2 separate regions of the Mus musculus genome follow, and region 2 is linked to region 1. Evidence: chromatin contacts called from public Hi-C data. All regions are on one chromosome and are shown on one strand. The core of a region is the stretch at or near the end of the contact, and the rest is flanking DNA. Distances in the headings are between cores, read along the strand shown.

Evidence for each region. A called contact is a pair of places that touch in the nucleus more often than the background predicts.
Region 2: a contact with region 1 is called in a Hi-C map of cerebellum, with 1.7 times the contacts expected there. The contact joins two enhancer-like sites. A contact is called at or near these places in 5 of 484 Hi-C or Micro-C datasets (cerebellar granule neurons, cerebellum, liver and 1 more) and 1 of 9 other capture datasets (embryonic stem cells).

What each region holds. Positions count from the first base shown.
Region 1 is chr5:88,804,179-88,808,853 of GRCm38.p6, forward strand. It overlaps a transcript of Slc4a4 not described here. Among named protein-coding and RNA genes, the nearest start is that of Dck, 42 kb to the left of the region's middle. Within about 2 kb of position 2,358, at least 19 of the 459 cell types and tissues checked have an H3K27ac peak or open chromatin away from gene starts, as enhancers often do. A contact at or near this core is called in cerebellar granule neurons and cerebellum, where this site is marked.
Region 2 is chr5:89,054,429-89,059,103 of GRCm38.p6, forward strand. Slc4a4 (solute carrier family 4 (anion exchanger), member 4) reads left to right here. Exons shown (of 27, transcript NM_001359211.1): 7 at 3,521-3,616. Among named protein-coding and RNA genes, the nearest start is that of Gm35855, 170 kb to the right of the region's middle. Within about 2 kb of position 1,858, at least 7 of the 459 cell types and tissues checked have an H3K27ac peak or open chromatin away from gene starts, as enhancers often do. A contact at or near this core is called in cerebellar granule neurons and cerebellum, where this site is marked.

The sequences.
Region 1 (4,675 bases), core at 1,108-3,607:
CTGTACTTGCTCTAGAAGACTACTTCATCCATGCCATGGTTTAGGCCTGTATCCATCTATTTCCTGCCAGCACCCCTAATGCAGTCATTGCCAGGGTCGACTCCCTGGATTCTGGGTTGCTGTCTCTGCCACTCAGTCCTCTCTGCTTTGCCACGTTCTCTCCTCACTTCAGAGCACCGATTACTATTTCCATTCCTCTGCTGAAGGGCTTGCCAAAGCTTGGAGACATTTCCATCCCCTTTCTGGCAGCATCTCTCAAATCCTTCACCCACAACACACTCCATCTTGTTATCCAGTCCACTCTCTCATCTCAAATCCAAACACCCCTGCCCCATGTTGTCATAAGCACCACTTAAAGATGTCTCCGTATCTTCAATTTTACTTATTCTAAATCCCACGCTATCCATCCCTGTTCCTGCATGCTATACTTACCATGTCATTAGCTTTATGCAGGCAATTTGCATCCACCGGCTGCCCCTTCCTTGCCCCCTTATCCCCTCCAGTCCTATCCACAGACCAGGGCCAACCAGCCCACAGGAAGTTGCTGTGGGCATTCAAGATGGGGAAAAAGCATCCTATGGTAGGGGATGCTCATCCTCTGTGGTGTGCATTGGTGTACCAATTAGCAGTTGGCTATTAAACATAGATACAGAGCGTGCACAGCTTCACGACTCCTATAGTCATGGTTCCCATTTCTATGACTTTCCCATCTGCTGGAATACTTCCTATGGCCACCATACCGCCCATATGACATACTTCTTTATGATCTGAATTTGCTGCAGATCCCACACTTTCCAGTTCCTCCATCCTTTTGCATGGCTTTCCTGGTGCGTTCACTGCCAGAAGATTCTTTGACTCTCAGTGCTCTTCCATTCGGGCAATACGTACTCACAAGTTCAGCAACTTTGTTGACAGCCTCTGCCATATTGAATTCTAGAATATATACCCCTTTGAATTTCTTTCAGCATCTACTAGAGAGGACCGTGTAGGCTACCTCTCTAAGTTCTTCTTTACATAGTATTTAGAAAGTTAGCACCATTTCACATCATGAGACTTTTTTTTTTTTAAGATTTATTTGTTTTATGTATATGACTACACTGTAGCTGTCTTCAGACACACCAGAAGAGGGCATCAGATCCTATCACAGATGGTTGTGAGCCACCATGTGGTTGCTGGGAATTGAACTCAGGACCTCTGGAAGAGCAGTCAGTGCTCTTAACCCATAAGGCATCTCTCCAGGCCCATGAGACCTTTGTAATGAAGGCTCTGAATATTCTTCTTTAGTGATTTATTTTTATTTTATATCTTGGTGTTTTGCCTGGATGTTTGTCTCTGCACCACATGTGTCTGGTATCTGTGGAGGTTAGAAGAGTGTATTGGATCCCTTGGAGCTGGAGTAACGGACTGTTCTTAGCTCTGTTGTGGGAGCTGGGAATCCAACCCAAGTCCTCTGAATGAGCAGCGCTTTTAGCTGCTGAGTTATTTCTTTACCTGCAGCCACATTTTATATGTCTAGCTTTGTCTTCTGTAATGATTTCACACCAAGGCATGGAATTATAACATGATGTTGTTTATTCTTGGATTATGCACAGGTGCTCCCATGGCAAGGCGGGGAGTCTGAGTCATCTTAGAGAGCCAGAAAACGTTTACTGTCCCGTAGCCAAACTATCTGTGGCTGTCATTACTTGTGAGATGCCTCCTGGGAAAGCAAGGACAGTTGAGTTCTTTTAATGGGGTCAGCCTCTCCTGCAGTCTTACCATTTATCTTCCTTAGACACATACACAGCACACACATGCAACTGAGTAAGGGCATCTATGTCTGACCAGAAGAATGTGTCCAGTATTGCTTTGAATACCAGGTAAGCTACTTCATTCAAAATTTTGCAGGTAGGGATGACCTTCAAGGGTGGCTAGAGCCTCAGAGAATAGGATTTGAATTCCTTGAAGGAACTGCTTCGATTTTCTATGGATCACTTTTCAAGAAGGCCAGAATGCCAGCAACTTATCAGTTGTCACTGTCTGGAGGCAGACTCCTTTCTGAGTAGCAAGCATTTACTGGAAGTAGGAAGAGAGGACGCTGGGGCTGTGTCATTCACAGGAGAATATGCTGACAATCTGCTGTAGGCTGCCAGCAACACCCCTCTCTGGAGGGGACAAATGCATTGACCAACCCTTTGGATGGCAGTGACCTCCCTAGCGGGAGAGTCTGGCAAATCCCTCAGTGTCTCAGAGGGCAGGCCCCGCAGGATCCTGTTGCCAGGAATCAAAGATAGCTGTTACCTTGACAGCAGGAGTGCAGCCTGCATGCGTCTTTCCTGGTCCCCATGTGGTCCTTCACGGTGAGGCTTACTTGTGTTTACACCTGTGCCTGACTCAGGAAGACAGCCCATGTGGTCCCTATGCCTCTGTCAGGAGGCAGTGCTGAGGCAGCAGGTCAGCTTGTACACACCCCTTGGCTGCTCTTCTAGAGGTCAGCGGATGGGAGTTCTTCAGCCAGAGGGGGCTCTCTCAGGGAAGACGGCATGGTTCCTGAGATGGACAGGAAGCTAGGTAAGGTGCATCTGTGTCTTCCAGGCCCCCGTTATTGAGTGCTTCCCGAGGTGGGGCTATGGAGAAGGGTATTTTCAGTTTCCTCAGGGTCACACAGATGTTGCCAGACAAGTCCCAACAGTGCCTCAAAAGGATCACAGGTGGTCCCCCCACCCCCACCCCTGCTGTCATTCTCATTTGATTATTTCGCCTTCGCATACTCAAATGAGTTGGAGATTGCTTGCACTGATGGATATATGTGATCAGTGGGACCAGCTAGAGATTTAAAGCTAACTGTGAGGTCAAACGGTGAGGTCAGTGCCCAGCAAATCCTGGTCTCACCTGGATTTATCAGCTTGGCAGTTCCTCCTCTGAGCAGTCTGTCCCCAACCCCCTTCTTTTATACTTTTTATCTGCAGAATGAAATTCTAGTTACATCACTAGGTTCCTCTTGAAACTCCAGACTGCAGTATGACATGCTTATCATTGGTTATAATTAAAGACCTTGTCATCACAGAGTATTTATAAGTGACCACGAATCATTTGCAGTTTCTTGAATTACCCCCCTCCATTCTTTTCTTAATTAAAACCCCTCTATGATTCTGTATCTTAGAAGGATATAAATGTGTTGAGAAAATGATCTAATTCAAACGTGTGTTTATTCTATTATGTGTTCTTTAACTTTGGAGTTTGAAGTTTTTCATAAATGCCCGAGTTCACAGCACCAAACTGCCATGATTTGAGTATCTCCGCCTCTCCCGCCCTGAGAGCACAAACACATTGGCATCTCTTGCTGGCGCTGCTGTTAGGAGTAGGAGTTCTAACAAATTGCTTTTGTCCATCCGTGCAGAGCCCGCGAGCCAGCTCAGGCTCACCGCTTGTCCTTCCCAAACCCAGTGGCCACAGCTGCCAACCCTGCAGCTTTCAGAGGTTTCTGCAGATTCAGAGGATAGCTGTGGCTGCACAGGTGCAGGCTTTCCCCACACTTTCTCAGCTGTCCTGCTGCAGCTCCTGTTCCAGCCACCCCAACCCACCATGCTTCCTTGTTCTAGCTTGACAAAGAGGGTCTGAGAACAGGATTTGCTAGCCTTAAAGCGCAAAATGCAGCTGCTGCTTCTGCATAAAGTTTGCTGCTCCTAGCTGCGGCTTAAATTAGCTGCTGGCCCCATCCTGTTGGAATTCTGAGCTTGCAATTCCTACAGTCTAGTAGACTCTGCTACCTTCTCTCATTTGGGATTCATGCTAACATCTGGGCCAGTTTTGCATTTGAAAACAACAGCGTTTCTGAGAGTAGTGGGAAGGCCTCTGTCCTAAATGTTCTAAGTTTCCAGGCAGCTGTAGTTCATATACACCTGAGCGCAAACATACTATCAGAATGCCCAGCCGCTAATTTTACTGCCTCTCTTAGATCCCCTTTTCTGAATTCACTATGCAGGGTTCATTGCTCCCTTGGATAAATGTTGCTGTTGTTCATTATCTGTAGCTTATTTGGGACAGAACCACATATATGTGAGATCTAATTGGGGTTAGATTTAATTATTTTCTCAGGATGATCTGCTCAAGGAATTTCAATCTATTCTAATAGATTATATTCGATAGCTGGGATTCAGGGACACGGGTCCTCTTACTCTCTTAACTTGGGTCTATTTATCAATCATCTCCACCCTAGCCAAGGGACTTGTCACTTGCAGCTAGGTACCACAGTTCAAGCTTCAAACACTTCATTTGCAAATGGCTCCCTTCCCTGTGAGGACATCACATCTCTTCACCCGGCGGCTTTGTCTCATCATTGCTTTACTATCTCATTCTCCCTAACTAGACTGCTGACAACAGCCACCAATGGCAGTGGTCAGTGGTGAGGCTTCTGTCAGCCTCTTCCATGTGTGTGTGTGTGTGTGTGTGTGTGTGTGTGTGTGTATGCGTGTATGTATGTATCATTTATCTCCATTAAACATCAGAAAATTGTGTTGAAAGAAAACACTTTAAACATTCAAGAAATGCTAGTGACTAATGCCATATATGAACCACTTATATTGAACAAAGGGCAACTTTATGGTGTCTTTCCTTAGTGTTTTTATTTTTTTTTTTATGACTGATTTATTCCATTTTAGTTGTTGAACGTTTTGCCTGAGGTATGTGTATGCAC
Region 2 (4,675 bases), core at 608-3,107, 250 kb after region 1:
ATCTACACCACATTTTAAATTGACATTAGTGGTGATTTCTCATTTTGGGTTTTGTGATCTGTGTTGCATTAATATAGAAGTGCAGATATATCTTTGAAAAATTAATTTCAGAGCTTCAAGTTAATTTGGATTGGTCCAAGCTGCTGTCTTTAGTATTTTCCAATAACCTTCATGATGCTGGACTACGCAAATAGCACCCAATGAAAGAGTATTAGTTATTAGCAGTAACGGCAACAGTGTTAGGTCCCAACATTTCAACACCTGTTTTACATCAGACAATATGATTTATAATAGCTCTAATATATGCAACATCTCCATTTGCAGGTGAAATCTTGAAACTCAGATGTAAAATTAACAGACAAGCTTAATTAGTGGAAGGACCAAATGTTGAATGTTTGCTTTATAACAATATGCTAATTCAATTACAGAGAAATGAGCTTCCTCTGCGGTAATTTATTTCCCAGTCCTCAGCGAATTCAGGTCTCTTACTCCATATGATAATATGATGTTGAAGGGCTTTGGTGGCAATTATCTAAGCAGGACTACACCAAAGAAGGGAGTCAGTTGAATGCTTTATCAGATTTTTTCAAGTGGATATTTCTAGGCAGTGCCTCTCCTGGGTGCTTATAGATGGGATGCGACTGTGCTCCGGTTTGATGCCTTAGCTGAATAGCATTGTGCAAAGAGTCACAGCTCAATCACCATTTAAGCCTTCAATTATGCATTTCTACAAAGAGCCCTAAAAGTTTAACATGAGTAACGTCTATTTTCTCCTGAACAATATTACCAAAGAAGCATTTGGTAGAGAAATTTCTGTGGTCGACTTGCTTGGTTCTAGGATAGATGCTAGGTTTAGGATTTTGGTAAGTTGATTCCCAAAGGGAAATAGGAATCATTACTTCCCCCTCCCCTCACCTCACAGCACCCCTTTCTATGATGTAGGCTTTGGAAACCGTCACTCAAAAGTCCTTAGAACCCTGACTTGCCTCATCAAGTCGTACTGGTTTAAGCCAATTTCTACTTTGTTTATGCCTGAAGTCAGGTTAAAAAAAATGGTTTAAAAGAAAATGTGTAAGATATCAGCAAGGCCAAGCTGTTTTTTGTGACTGAAGAGAGAAGAGATACAGTAAAAGCATTATTTAGGAAACGATCTAATTATTATAGAAAGTTATCCTCTAGATTTCGGAACAACTCTTGAAAATGTGTTCTTTAGAGTAAATTTGCGAAGTGGGAGAAACAAAACAAAACCCAGCCTCCTAAAAGGATTGCACCATTTATATCTCTCTGCATAGAACACAAAGGGTCCAACAAATCAAAATGCTGGAGTTTGCCAATGTAAGTAATGGCTGCCGTGAGCCTCCCAGTTTTGGGTAGGGGAAGCAGCCAGATGGCCACAGGAAGGCTTTCTGAATCGCAGGTGCCAAGTCTCTATGGGCAGTTACATTCTCATGCCTGCTTTTGGAGCCAGGTTCTTGGCTATTATCTGCTAGGCTCCATTCCATTGGCCTCCTGATGGAGAGGCTCAGCATTCATGGAGGCTATGCATGCAAGAGGAAATCTCTAGGCTTCATTTCCAAGAGTATCATCCTGACAAATCGAGGCAGGGAGAGGGGGAAATTCCTTACTAGCATCCAAGGTTTGAAAGAGTTGCTAGTCTTTCTCTCAGGAAGAGGTTGTGAGATCAGAATGAACAACTCCATCCTTCTTAGCACTTAACAGACAGGAAGGCTCTGTTGACTTTCTTTCGTATTTTCACCTCTATCCATTCTTACTGACCTAGCATCCTAATGAGGCTTGTTTGTGCCCAGTCAAGTAGGCACCAGTTCCTTAGACTGTCATTTTGTATAGGTAGGTCTATCTATAGGAAGATCATTTCTTTACGCAGGTCTGTACATTGTCTGTTGCAAGACATAGGAGGTGAGGAGTGGTCAATGTGTTGCTAAGCATCTCTACATGTTCCCCTCTTGACAAACAACCATTCTGGAGTAATCTCAATTGGTGCATTTTGCTTCTCCATTTTTCTCAGTGAAGTAAAAACTTGCAAAGAAGTTCAATTATGCGAAACAATTAAAATTCAGATTGCAAGAGAGAAGACATCAGATTTGCCTCAAACAGGTGCCAGCACAGATGGCCTGCTCGCAAGTCCTGGCTTTATTTACAGCTTTTAAACACAGACAGATACATTGACAAAAATGTTTCTGGATCTTATAGTGTGCTGAATGCCCAAATTTGGCCATACATTTATATTCATTTGTAAATGGTTCAAGTTAAAGCTTGACCTCTCTAGTCACCAGTAGCCTTGTAAAAAGACCATTTGCCTGTCCTGTCTTTCACACACAATGTGAATAGATTAATGTTTGTGTTTGGTGGAATATGGTAAATGTATTACCCTGATAATATGACTACTTTTATTATTAAAGAAAAAAATCCCTCAAGTCTAAATTACATATTGCCTCATGGTTCTGCATTTCCAAAATCACTAACATTCTTTAGAGGATCAGGATACTGCCCAATTTTTAGCAGCCTTAGAGCATGGTTCTTTGAGAGACTAGCCAAACAAGTGTTAAGAGGTTCTTAGAGCAAATGACATTCTCCCAGGAAGAAGCCAGTTGGGCTAGCCACGTGATAAAATCTACCTAGAGAAACTTGAGTGAACATTCAGCCCATATCATTATCTCTGATGTTCCAGATTTGGAACGGATCCACCAAGGGTTAAACTTCTAGTAAGATAGGTGCTGGAAGACTTTGGAAAAGGAAGACCAAAATTGCATCTCAAGTGGGTTTGTATTAAAGCACTAATTTATCCATGTCTCAGTGTCATGTTACTGCAGGGGTAGAAAGAAAGAAAGAAAGAAAGAGAGAGAGAGAGAGAGAGAGGGAGAGAGAGAGAGAGAGAGAGAAAGAGAGAGACAATAAAAAACCAACAGAAAGTTGAGAGCCAGTCTGTGTTCATCAAGGAAAAAAACTTCAGATACAAATGTCTGAAATGTTGATTTCTGCATTTGTCTATAAGCTCCGCAGCCTGACAGTTGGGGAGATCATCAGAGAGCCGCTTACTAATATGACATCCTACCCCCCTGTGCTTTACAAAACTGGGCGCTACTTCCCTTGTGTGTGCTCATGTGGCAGACAGTAATTAACAGGTCTGACACTGTATCTTCAGACTAAATGTTCATTATTTATATCTGTCTTCTGGATAGAACCCATAGAACCCATGTTTTGTATATTAGAACAGCTGATCGAATCATCCACTCCTTTTGGGGGAACTATAATGATTTAATGTAATTCTCCCCAAACCTTTCCCATTCTTTGTTGACATGTGTTCTATTTAAGGGCTCAGGGTCCTGGGAGGAGGTGAATGTCCTTGTGATATGTCATTGTTCTTCTTTAACCCGCTTGTGTGACTTGCTTTAGTGTATATATATATATTTTTTCTTCCTGACTAATGCTTCCATCTTCATCCTTGCTGTGGCTGTTCATGTGTCCTCCTTTTCCTGTCTGCTGCTTCTGGCGCTAAAAGCCCGAAGCCCGCTTGAGAACTCAGTGCCCTGCCTAGCAAATCGCACCTTGGACGATGACCCCCGAGTGCGGCGCACTCCCAGCGTGGGATGGCTCAGTAAGTCAATGGGGTGGGGAAGGGGCAAAGATGGTGGTGGGCAAAGATGGGAAGAGGGAGGGAAGGATGACTGGGTTACCTAGTGGAGTGAAGAACATCCTTGAGAGTGTAAGGATCCCTAAACCTGAAATGACTGGTTGGCTCCTATTGCCAAGCATAATATTCTCTGTGACTCGGTGACCTGATTTCAAGTCAAGTAAGTCAAGTGCCTTGTCAGGTGGTGGCAAGTGTGCAGTAGGAAAGGTCACGATCGGCATGGAAGCCTCTGTCTGGGTGTCATGTTTTTGAAACTCGTTTTTTTCTCATGTTGATGCTGGTCTATTTCTTCCCAGGGATGTAAGGATGGTAACTGGAGATGAGGGCTTTCAGTGGTAGTTAGAAAGAACTTACTAAGCTGAAGATTTAACCCTACAAATGTTCATTACATACCTGAAACACAGAAGGTGATGTGGACAATGATCAAGGAGCATAGAGCTTAAGTGAGAACTATTGCCTTTTCAAATACAGAGCTTTGCTAGAGAGGCAGGGGTTAGTTACCTAAAACCAATTCAGAAAACTGTTTGCACAGACAGCTACATGGATTTTCCACACACACCCCACCCCCTGCAAATAGTTTTCCTCTATCGATTATATAGACTTTTTGCAGATATCAAGAATCCCATCTATGGTGACATCATTAGGTCTCTATTATTTCTTTTCATATACTAACATTATTAAGTTAATCCTCTTCCTATTTTAGCATAGAAAAATTTCCTCTACTGAAGATGTCTTTTTCAGCTGACTTAGTGGGGAAAGGTTTAGTTCATCCTAAAATAGCGTTTGTTTGAGCTATATTCTTTCAGAGCTTCTCTTGCTGTAAATTTTATGTTTTAAGTACCTATTAATAATTTCTATGCCTCACAGAGATATAAATAAATGTGTTTCATATCAGTGCACACCAGGCACTCTTGGACTCCATATTCAGAGATGAACCAAGTGGGTCTTTGCCCTCAAGAGGTTTCCTTTCTAATGAGGGAGGCAGAACCCAGATAGCTCATGGTCTTGTAAGATGATCGACTG